Regions from separate parts of the Pan troglodytes genome. Here region 2 is linked to region 1. The links are chromatin contacts, called in public HiChIP or PLAC-seq maps. All regions are on one chromosome and are shown on one strand. Each heading gives the region's core, a stretch centred on a gene start, on an enhancer-like site or on the middle of the called end of the contact. The rest is flanking DNA. Distances are from core to core; before and after follow the strand shown. Region 1 holds the start of VPS9D1 (VPS9 domain containing 1). Region 2 holds the start of TUBB3 (tubulin beta 3 class III).

Evidence for each region. HiChIP or PLAC-seq counts read pairs in DNA pulled down with a chosen protein or histone mark.
Region 2: a contact with region 1 is called in an H3K4me3 HiChIP or PLAC-seq map of stem cell-derived excitatory neurons, with 2.3 times the contacts expected there. The contact joins the promoter of TUBB3 here to the promoter of VPS9D1 in region 1. A contact is called at or near these places in 1 of 7 Hi-C or Micro-C datasets (stem cell-derived neural progenitor cells) and 1 of 1 datasets of contacts at active chromatin or transcription factors (stem cell-derived excitatory neurons).

Annotation. Positions count from the first base shown.
Region 1 is chr18:87,929,947-87,935,486 of NHGRI_mPanTro3-v2.0_pri, forward strand. It overlaps VPS9D1 (VPS9 domain containing 1), which reads right to left and starts at 3,109. Exons shown (of 15, transcript XM_016930437.4): 1 at 2,894-3,109; 2 at 1,158-1,233. The coding sequence starts at 2,992. It overlaps ZNF276 (zinc finger protein 276), which reads left to right and starts at 2,363. Exons shown (of 11, transcript XM_009431457.4): 1 at 2,363-2,713; 2 at 4,669-4,972; 3 at 5,398-5,540. The coding sequence starts at 2,489.
Region 2 is chr18:88,142,426-88,147,965 of NHGRI_mPanTro3-v2.0_pri, forward strand. It overlaps TUBB3 (tubulin beta 3 class III), which reads left to right and starts at 2,025. Exons shown (of 4, transcript NM_001279958.1): 1 at 2,025-2,138. The coding sequence starts at 2,082.

The DNA of each region.
Region 1 (5,540 bases), core at 1,859-4,358:
CGTGCTCCCACGTCCGGGGGCTCCCCCGACCTCCGTGCTCCCACGTCCGGGGGCTCCCCCGACCTCCGTGCTCCCACCCCCGACCTCCGTGCTCCCACGTCCGGGGGCTCCCCCGACCTCCGTGCTCCCACGTCCGGGGGCTCCCCCGACCTCCGTGCTCCCACGTCCAGTGGCTCCCCCTGACCTCTGTGCTCTATGTCCAGTGGCTCCCCCTGACCTCTGTGATCCTATGTGCAGCGGCTGCTGGCCTCTCAAACTTAATGTGTTCATTGCGGAACTTGCTATTCCTCTCCTTGCCAGTTTGCTCCTGCCCCATCTGCCTCCTGCAAGTCTGCTCTGTTCCACCTTCAGGACGCACCCCGAGGCCGTTTACTGCTCCCATCCTGGGTGGTCTGGCCACTGCCATCCTCAGTCCTCACCTGAGGCTCCACTCCCAGGCTGTCCTCTCCCTCAAAGCTCAAAGTCTCTTCAAGTTTCCCTGCACACCAGAATGGCCCCAGTTCCACCCAAGGCATGCACACAGCCCCACCCCGCCCACTCCTATTTCAGGGCCTTTGCACACCCCACAGCTGGAATGCTGCCCCACGTCTGTGCCGCTCACTGGAGCCAGTGTCTTGCCACACCCCAGTCTCCATCTTCTTATCCACAACGCTGGTCCCTTCCTGCCACTATATCACACTGAGTGTGGGCTGGTCCACCTGCTACAAATGGTCAGGCTGGAAGGATACAAGAGACCCCCGCCGAAGCCTGGCACCCATCAAGGGCTAGGATGCCCACAATTTGTCCAGCATGGAGGAAGCAGCAGGGCTCAGCCATGCCTTTTTCTTTTTCTTTTCTTTTCTTTTCTTTTTTTTTTTTTTTTTTGAGACGGAGTTTCGCTCTTGTTCCAGGCTGGAGTACAATGGGGTGATCTCGGCTCACTGCAACCTCCGCTCCCGGGTTCAAGCAATTCTCCTGCCTCAGCCTCCCGAGTAGCTGGGACTACAGACACCCGCCACCAGGCCCAGCTGATTTTTTAGATTTTTAGTAGAGACGGGGTTTCACCATGTTAGCCAGGATGGTTTCGATCTCCTGACCTCAGGTGATAGCCCGCCTCTGCCTCCCACAGTGCTGGGATTACAGGCGTGAGCCACCGCGCCCGGCTGGCTGAGCCGTACCTTTAGTGGTTTCCACTTCTTCCAGTAACACCTGGGAGATATAGTGGATGCTCCTCAGGTATTCCGTGTATGCCTCCTGTGTCCAGGAAAGAGAAAGAGTGGGGTCAGGCCAGTGGAGGGAAGTGACTCCATTATTCCGGCCAGGTGCCCTTCTGGGATAAGCAAGGAACACCACCACCTGCTTATCTCTGAGATACACCCAGAGACATTGAGCCTGCGGTGGTTAGCTGCAGCCGGAACACGGTTTTCTGCGCGGGGCACAGGCAGCATCGCTGCTCTCCAGACTTGGAAAAGACATCAGGATCTGAGAGAGAGAGAGAGCCAGGGACGAGCTGGACCTCATTTTCTCCTCTGACTGCCTTTCTCTCCAGCACAGGAACTGATATTCTCATTCAGTGGGCCTGGGGAAGTGACCTCAGCAGTTTGCTGTCATTTTTCATTCTATGCAATGTTTCCTTCTTGTGCAACTCAAGGGTGATTCATTCAGTGGCTTAAAAAAATACTTTTCTGAGAGGATAAAGAGAGTGATACTGGAAGTTTTCAAATCACTTCCCGGCTTCAGTTCCGAGAAATCCCTTTCCCAGAACCTGCGAGTTACGTATTTCCAGTGCACACAGGAGCCTAGAACTGTTACCTTTCAAGGCTGTGTGACCCCTCTGACAAGGTACAGGTCATTGGAACCACAGTACGGTGGTTTGTTTTGTTTTGTTGAGACAGAGTCTCACTCTGTCGCCCAGGCTGGAGTGCAGTGGCAGGATCTCGAGTCAGTGCAACCTCCGCCTCCTGGGTTCAAGTGATTCTCGTACCTCAGCCTCCCAAGTAGCTAGGATTACAGGTGTGCACCGCCACACCCAGCTAATTTTTGTATTTTTAGTAGAGACGGGGTTTCACCACGTTGGCCAGGCTGGTCTCAAACTCCTCACCTCAGGTGATCCACCGCCTGGGCCTCCCAAAGTGTCAGGATTACAGGCGTGAACCACAGCGCCCAGCAATATGCTATGTTTTTTTGTTTTATCCCTAGCTGTTAAGTTTCCTATCTTTAAGTCTATGCCTCAGAGAGAAAGACGAAATATAATCCAGGCAGGATTTCTGACTTGCGGGGGCACCTGCTGCCCTAAAAACCAACTTGGGGAAAGCAGCAGATTCAGGAACGAGGCTTCTCCTAGGCACAGGCAGGCTCCTTCCCTCCTTGGGCAGCCGGGTGTGGCTGGGCCGGCTTCTCTACCTGGTCGCCAACCTTAGATTCGGCCCCATCTCAGGAACGGGCCACACCCCTCCGGCCTGCTTTTCCTTCCTGAGACGACTGCAAACAGCATCACAAATGAGCAGGTATGTGGCCTTCTCTGCATGCCGTCCCCTGTGGCAACCGGATTAAATCTACCATCTCTGCCCAGAAAAATGCACGAACGCATGGACCTGCTCGTCACTCGGATTTTGGAAGGTGGCCTGGCGGACCCTCCTGCTACATCTCCTCTACAGGTGGAGCCCAGGCTCTGATGCACCGGCTCAGCGAGCGGACTGGAAAGCCAAGGCCCGCAGGATCTGAGCTGTCCAAGGTCACTGCACGCCCGGCTGCGCCCCGCCCCCGTCCTCGCCCGGGAACCGCGGTCCGGGATCCCGGTTGGCGCCCGCTCCCAAGTCTCCAGCCCGAGCCGGCCCCGTCCTCGCCCTCCCCGGGCGGGGGTCCCTCCAGGGGCCACCCTTAGCGGCCAAGCCCCGCCCCCGCCCCGCCTCACCCGGGGCCGGTTGCCGGTGTCCAGCTCGATGGCCCCGTTGGCAAGCTTCATGGCGCTCTGCAGCGGCTTCACCGTGCCGTCCCCGGCCGCAGCGGCCATGGCGCCGAGCGGGGGAGGCGGCGGCGGTAGCCGAGGGGCTGGACGGGCGGCCGGAGGCCCGGAACGCAGCCGGCGCTGGTGCTGGAGCCGCCCGAGCAGCGGACCGCCGGAAGGGACGCGGCCGCACTTCCGGCGACGGGCCCCCTCCGCGCGTACTGCGGGCCCCACGGGTGTTAGTGGCGGGGGCGGCAGAGTCCGGGTGGGTTGTCGCGACGGAGCCGGGCCTCTTCGCCGTCGTGAGACGGGGCTGGCGAGAAGGGCCCCTCACGGAGTTGCCATGGGCGTCTAACCGCGGCAGCCAGGCCCCTCTCTACGTGAGACCCCGGCCCCCCTCCCCTTTCTGCAGCCCGCCCGCCACCTGCGCGCCGCGTGGCCTCCGCCGGCGCCTGCCCGCCCCGCGCCTCCGTCTCCCACGGTAAGAGGCGGTGAGGGCCGCGTCGCCTCTCCCTGGAGGACTCGTCGTGAGGTCTCGGCGAGCCTCTCCGCCCACCGCCCCGCCCCAGGCCAGCGCTCCATTGGCGACAGAGGCGGGCACGGCCGCCCTCGGGCCGGAGAGGGCAGCGGTACAAGCGGGGGCGCTGGCACCGCGGGTGGAACCTCGGTCGGCGGGGTCCCGCCCCTGGCCCCTGGCCCCTGGCCCGCCCCGCCCGCCTCGCTTTGCTTCTCGCTCCGCCCCTCCCCCGCCCCGCCTCGCTTCCAGCGCGCCGAGCGGAGCCTAACGCCGGGTCCTCTAGGAACCTCGGGCCGGGCAGCACCCGCGGGGTTCTGCTGGCGTCCTCCGCTGCCATGAAGCGGGACCGGCTGGGCCGCTTCCTGTCTCCTGGGGCGTCCCGACAGTGCGGGGCCTCGGACGGCGGCGGCGGCGTCAGCCGGACTCGGGGCCGCCCTTCCCTTAGCGGCGGGCCGAGGGTGGACGGGGCGACGGCGCGGCGCGCCTGGGGCCCGGTGGGGTCCTGCGGGGACGCGGGCGAGGACGGCGCGGACGAGGCAGGTGGGTCCGCGGCCCGGGCGTGGCGGGCTGGGGTCGCGGCAGGGGTTGCGCGTGGGAGGAGCTGCACTGACGCCCGGAAGCCGGCGCGGCCTCCCCTCCACCCGGCCAAGGGCGTAGCGGACTCGGGGCTGCGTCTGGATAGGCGCTGGGCGGCCGGCTCGGTTTTCCTCGCGCTCCGTGACGCCGGCGTCGCCGGCCCGGCCTCTCCGGCCGCGGGCTCGGCCAGAAGGGACCCGGCGTGAGGAGCGCTGTCACCGCGGGCAGGTCGCCCTGGGGTGCCCGCGCGTGGGAATCGCCCTCCCCTGTTTCGTGCCCTCGGGGAGCAGGAAAGGAGGCGGCACCTGCAATTGGCAGACAGGAAACCGCGGCGTTTCCTGGAGGGCGCAGCGCCTGCCCCGGGTCTCGCGGTCGCTGGGAGGAGGGTGCAGTTCCAGGTTTCACTCTTGAAGTTGCTTCGCTGGAGAGGCCTTAGAGGCCTTTGAAATTTGAAAGATTTCTTGGACCAGCGGCCACATCCCCCACAGGGCGGCTTGTCCCGCCGAGAGCTGCGCGCCCGAGCCGCTTGCTGTGTCCGGGAGCCGCGCGAAGGGCGATGCAGGCGCTGCCCTCGGACCTGGAGTCCGGGACGCCCTGTGCTCAGGAGCCTCCTTTGCCAGATGCTAACACTTCCTGCCGCTCTGTGCAGGAGCAGGCCGGGCTCTCGCCATGGGTCACTGTCGCCTCTGCCACGGGAAGTTTTCCTCGAGAAGCCTGCGCAGCATCTCCGAGAGGGCGCCTGGAGCGAGCATGGAGAGGCCATCCGCAGAGGAGCGCGTGCTCGTACGGGACTTCCAGCGCCTGCTTGGTGTGGCTGTCCGCCAGGACCCCACCTTGTCTCCGTTTGTCTGCAAGAGCTGCCACGCCCAGTTCTACCAGTGCCACAGCCTTCTCAAGTCCTTCCTGCAGAGGGTCAACGCCTCCCCGGCTGGTCGCCGGAAGCCTTGTGCAAAGTACGCACTAGTCTGTTCAGAGCACGTTCAGGCTGTCAGTACTGCAGTGTGACGGGTGTTGAGAGAGGGACAGGGCGTGCCTCGGCGGGAGCCTCTGGGTGGGGGGAATGGGCCATGCCCGGGTTCAGTGCGAACAGCCCTGGGACTGTTGTGGAGAGATGAACTGGGAGGAGCTGGGGCGAGGGAAGAGAAGGTTGCCTATGGGGACCGCTGAGGTTTGAGATCTCGAGAGGGTCCCGTACGACGAGCGCTGTGAACCTCCGCCTGCTTGTCCTGCTCATGGCCACACTGATCCTTTGCAGGGTCGGTGCCCAGCCCCCAACAGGGGCGGAGAAGGGAGCGTGTCTGGGTGAGTCCTCCCCCGGTGGAGGGTGGGCTGGGTGCCGACCAGCCGTGGATCTGACATCTCTGTTGACTCTCTGCAGTGGATCTGATCACATCCAGCCCCCAGTGCCTGCACGGCTTGGTGGGGTGGGTGCATGGACATGCGGCCAGCTGCGGGGCCCTGCCCCACCTTCAGAGGACACTGTCCTCCGAGTACTGCGGCGTCATCCAGGTCGTGTGGGGC
Region 2 (5,540 bases), core at 775-3,274, 210 kb after region 1:
CCCTCCAGCCATGATGAGCCGTGAATGGGACCATCCCTGTCCACTCTGAGATGCCTGGAAGGGGGCTCAGTGCAGGTGGGCTGGGGGCTGGGTCTGCTGTCTGCCCAGCACTGCCATTCTGGGAGTAGGCAGGTGGGGAAGGGGTGGGGGCTGGAGGGGGGAAGGGGTGGGGGGTGGAGGGTCTGTGTTCAGCCCGTCCTGGGAAATGCTTGATGTGAGGCCTCTGAAGATGGCAGTGAGGCAGAGGCCCAGCCGGCGGAGAAGTCCCTGGGAGTGAGTACCTGGGGATGAACTATGCTGCCTGGTGCTGGGGAGCAGTGGAGCCCCTGGGCCATCCCTCTGCTGAAACCTGGGCGTCTCACTGAAGAGACCACCTCCATTTCCTCTGCAGAGACTGAGCACTCAGTCAGCCCCCTTCCTGGGACAGGCTCAATGGAGGCTGCAGGGCCATCAGCCAACTCCTACGCAGGCTCAGTCAGCAGCCCCCTGGCCAGCCCCACCCCTGCGTCAGCTCCAGCCCTGACTGCCGGCCTCAGGACTGGGAGCTGCTTCCTGGCAGGGCCCGCCTCTGCTGGGAGACTGGACGGTGAGTCAGCCTTAAGCCTGGCACCAGACCCCTCTGAGGATGGAGCAGGAGCTGGCTGGCCTGAAGCTGCAAAACTTCTTCCCTCGTGGAGACAGGGAGGCACCTCAGACACTCACCCCGGACTCCCTTGAACAGGGACAGGGAGGAACCCCAGGCAGCTAGACCCCAGCCGCAGCCACACGAGCACACTGTGGGGCAGGGAGGGGCATCTCTTGAGAACAAAAGATCCATTTCTCGACTTTCCAAACTGGAGAGCTTCTTGAGAGAAAAGAGACAGGTACACGTCCACGCCACCCACACACAGCCCTGTGCACACGGACCGGACACAGGCGTCCACAGGCAAGTTCGCAGCTGCTCATTTTGTGAAGTGAATGCTGATTTGGGGGCCGGGTGGGGTTCGTCTGTACATCGTGCACTGTCAGACCCTTCCTGAAGGATTTTTGTTACTGAAGTATCAGAAGGCCCGTGTTCTAAGGTGGTGTCACTGTAATATCTGGCCCAGGAGGAGGTCAGTGCCGTGTCGGCGAGTCCTTTGCTCCCTTCCTTCTCTGACCAGTAAACGCATCTCCAGTCGCTCCCCCGAGGCCCCCCTGCACGCAGTCTCCGACCTCAGACAGTGAGTCAGATAGAAGCCGCTGCCCACCCTCCCCCACCCTGGCCGGCTTCTTGCCTGGCTTGAGCATCCTTGTGACGATTCCTGACACGGATGCGCACCGGGCAGTGGCACGTCCAGGTGCTGTGCGCGCCCGGGCCCACAAAGCTCCTTTGGACTCTCATGGCAGCCCCTTGGTGGAGGAGGTCGGGTGCCCACCCCCTCCCCGCCCACTGCGGAAGCCGGCGACCCACGGAGCTCGCTCTCGGCCGCCGCCACCCCTCTGTGTTCGCGCCCTTCCGAGCTCTGATCCGACGCTTTGTTTCTTCTCAGTGGGTTCAGGGCCTGGGCCAGCCTTTACCTACCTCCCCCACCCAAAACCGGCAAAAGCTCAGAGCACCTTGTCTGCCAAAAGACAGGGAGCTGGGATGGTGCGGGTTGGTCTCTAAACCGGCGTGGGGAAAAAAGACCCTCCGTACAAAGCCGCAGGGTGGGGCTGTCGCAAGGGCGGAACCGAGAGGGTAGCTGGGGGCGGGGTTCCCAGGGCCAAGAGGGGCTATTGTCCTCCCTGGAGCCCGGCGCCCCCACAGCCAGCTCCTCTGGGAGACAGCCCCTCCTTTCGAATGCGCGGGGCCCTCAGACCGCGCCCGGCCCAGCGTCGGGGGATCCTTGGCTGCGGGAGGGGCGCCGCATTGCGCGCGACGGGCGGGGACGCGCGGTGCGGAGCCTGCGGGCCGGGCGGGGTTCTGCGGCGGCGCCTCCCGATTGGCCACCCGCGGTGACATCAGCCGATGCGAAGGGCGGGGTCGCGGCTATAAGAGCGCGCGGCCGCGGTCCCCGACCCTCAGCAGCCAGCCCGGCCCGCCAGCGCCCGTCCGCAGCCGCCCGCCAGACGCGCCCAGTATGAGGGAGATCGTGCACATCCAGGCCGGCCAGTGCGGCAACCAGATCGGGGCCAAGGTGAGGCTGCGCGCCCCGGCCTGTCCCGGGCCCCGGGGCGGGAGGAGGGAGGCGCCGTGCCCCGCGGGCCGCACCTCCAGCTGCCCCCGCCCCTGCGAACCTGCAACAAAGGGATGCGCCCAGCGCCGCGCCGGGCGGCCGGGACGCGGGGCCCCCGCCCTGGGACTCTCGCCTGCACCTCTCTGCCCCTGCCCAGGTGACCTCGGGCTGTCGAGGCGCAGCTCACGTCAGTCGCGAAGCCTCAGCCCCCTCCACACCTGCGCCCCCTCCACACCTGCACCCCCTCCACCGGGCCTCCGCAGGTGCAGCTGGGAGCCCTGTCTGGGCGTGGCCCTCTTTTTTGGGGCGGCGGCATAGCCTTGAGTGAGACGGGTGGGGTAGGCAGGTTTGGGTAGGGTGGGGGGTTCTCCTCACAGCCGTGATTTCCTCGGCCCGAACCCCCCACTGGAGGAGCCGAACGTCCCCCGAGAGGCTAGAGCCGCCCCGATTACCCCAGCCTGCTCCGACACCCCTCGGCGTCCTAGCTCCACCCTGTCCCTTTGTTGGAGGGGTTGGGCCTGGACTCGAGATGACCTTGGTCCAGGACCAGGCTCTCCATCGGCGCAGCCGCTCCTGGGCAACCCCCGCGGGGCTTGACCGCGCCCACCCAGGGTCTACCAGTCTGGGGATTGGATGTGGGAACAAAGCCGGGCTGTGGGGTGTGGAGGCTGCACCGTGGCGCGCCCCTCCCTCCATTGTTAGCCCACCTCGCAGATGTTGGGGCCACGCAGGAAGGGGCGTTGGTGCAGCTGTGCAGGGACCCCTGCCTAAATCGTTAAGGGGACGTCGTGTCCCCTGGTCCTGGGAGGCTGTCCCTGGCCCAAGGTCACACAGCAGGTGCGAGAGAGCTGGGCTGGCCCTTGGTTCTCATCCTCTGCAGGAGCCAACCTGGGGCTCGGGCGGGGCGGGTTGGGGGCGCTGCTTGCCAAAGGATCTGCCCTCCGAACAGTGTTGGGGAACAGGGGATGGGGGGGAGGCTGGCTTTGTCAGGACCAAGGCCAGGGACCCAGCTCAGGGCTGGTGCAGCGCTGATTCTGGGAAGGAGGGGGTGCAGGAGACGGTCCTGGAGGGGAAGGGGCCAGAGAAAGGCTGCCTCCGGAGGCTGTTGCCATGGAAACCAGGCAGGAACAAAAAGCTAATTACAACAGGGCCAGCCACGTGGCTGACATGTAAATTGCAACTTTGGCTCCGGGTGGAGGCGCCTCTGAGGGTGGGAGGCCCAGTAGTGGGGAGACTCTAATCACCCAAGGAGACAGCTGTGCCTGCCAAGGAGAGCCTGGGGGAGGGGAGGCCTGGGGGACAGTGGCCTCAAATCAAACCAGGACTCCCGGAGCAGCCTCTGACAGCTGCCTTGGCCTGATGGGAGGGGCTGAGGGCTCATTAATGTGGTCACTGGGGCCAAGCCTCCCCTGAGCATCTGCTCCTGGGAGAGTCAGGGGTCGCTGGGGGGAGGGAGGGCAGGCAGCCCTGGGGCTCCTGGGAGGGTCAGGGGTCTCTGGGGGGAGGGAGGGCAGGCAGCCCTGGGGCCCACCTGGGGTTTCTTCCTTCTATGGCTGGGATGGGCCCAGAGCTGTGGTCCCACAAGGCACTTGTCAGGCAAGAGCTGGGATCTAGAAGTCAGGTCCACATGCAGACATCCCCTGAGGCTCCACGGGTAGCAGAGGGAGCCCTTGTCCCCTGGACCGTGTCCTTGGCTGCCTTGTGCTCTGCTTCTCAACACTGGAGCTCTTAGTTTGCCCGCTACTTTTTATTCCTTTTGAGTTGTTTGTTTTTTAATATATTTCGTTTTAAAAATTAATACCTGGCCGGGCACGGTGGATGAGGAATCTCATGTAATCCCAGCACTTTGGGAGACTGAAACTGGAGGATCACTTTAGCGAAGGAGTTCAAGACCAGCCGGGGTAACATGGTGAAACTCCGTTTCTTTAAAAAAAAAAAAAAAAAAAAAAAAATTAGCCTGGCGTGGTGGGCCGCGCCTGTAGTCCCAGCTACTTGGGAGGCTGAGATGGGAGCATCGCTTCAGCGTGGGAGGTCGAGGCTTCAATGAACCATGACCGCACCAGTGTACTCCAGACTAGGCGATAGAGTGAGATCCTGTCTCACAATAATAATAATAGTATCTGATTCTTTTTAACAATGAAAACAACAGAGAAGGAAATTTTCTCGGGGGCGGGGGCGGCAAGAGCGTGTTCCTTTGCTCTGCTGCCCTTGTGGAATCAATGGGAAGTTCCTTGGCCATTCTCGGCCTCCACTCCCGCAGCTGATAGGGGGGCAACGCGGCTGCTTCCCTGTCTGGGGTCCTCGGGCGGTGCCTGGCTGGGCAGGAAGGCCCGTGCACTCTGGGCAGAGGGAAGTCGGGGTGATTCGAGGCCGGGAGCAAAGCCGGGTCCCGGGCGGTCACGCGGCAGCGCGGACGACTCACCGCGGTCACCCCTGCGCTGGGAGCCGAGCCCCCAGCATCTCGCGGGGATGCAGTAAGCCGGGCGCAGGCCGCCGGGAGGATGAGAAAACCCGAAGCCCGGAAAGCCGAGCGGCCGCCTGCAGTCACCCCGGGGGGGCAGGGGCGGGCCGGGCTATGCAGAAACACCGGGGCCCGCGGGGCACAGGACGCTGCCCCACTGCCGCAGAGCTGAGTCTGGACCCCCGGGGTTTCCTTTCCTGGGGCCTGCGCTCCTCCCTCCCCGGGGCGGGGTTCGCCTGCAGCGGCGGGAGGGGAGCCTTTGTCCTCCGCGCGGGCTTCGGCACCGCCTCCTCGCGGCGGCGGGGCGGGGCTGGGGGCGGGGCCTGGCCGTCTCAGCCAATGGGAGGCGGAGTCCCTGGCTCGCCCCGCCCTCTCGCCTGAAAGACCTGCGGAGCCGCGGGCCGGGCGGGAACCGCATTCGGGTCCTGGAGGGGCTTGGAGGCCCCAGTCTCGCAGCCCCTTCATCGGGGAGCCCCGCTCCCACCTGCCTTGGCCACTGCCCTCAAAGCCCGGCCCTGCTTTCCCCAGGACCCCAAGCGCTGCGCGAGGTCAGCACCAAGGACAGCGCCCGGGCCGAGCGCCTGGCCTCGAACGCCGGGTTCTGCTTTGTGTTTCCAGGTTTTTGTTTTTGGTTATGAGACGAGGCCTGGCTCTGTCGCCCGGGCTGGCGTCCAGTGGCGCGATCTCGGCTCACTGCAGCCTCGGCCTCCCGAGTAGCTGGGACCACAGGCGCTCACCACCACGCCTGGCCACAATTTTCTTTTTTTTCTTATTTTCTTTTAGATGGAGTTTTGCTCTTGTTGCCCAGGCTGGAGTGCAGTGGCGCGATCTCGGCTCATTGCAACCTCCACTTCCTGGGTTCAAGCGATTCTCCTGCCTCAGCCTCCTGAGTAGCTGGGATT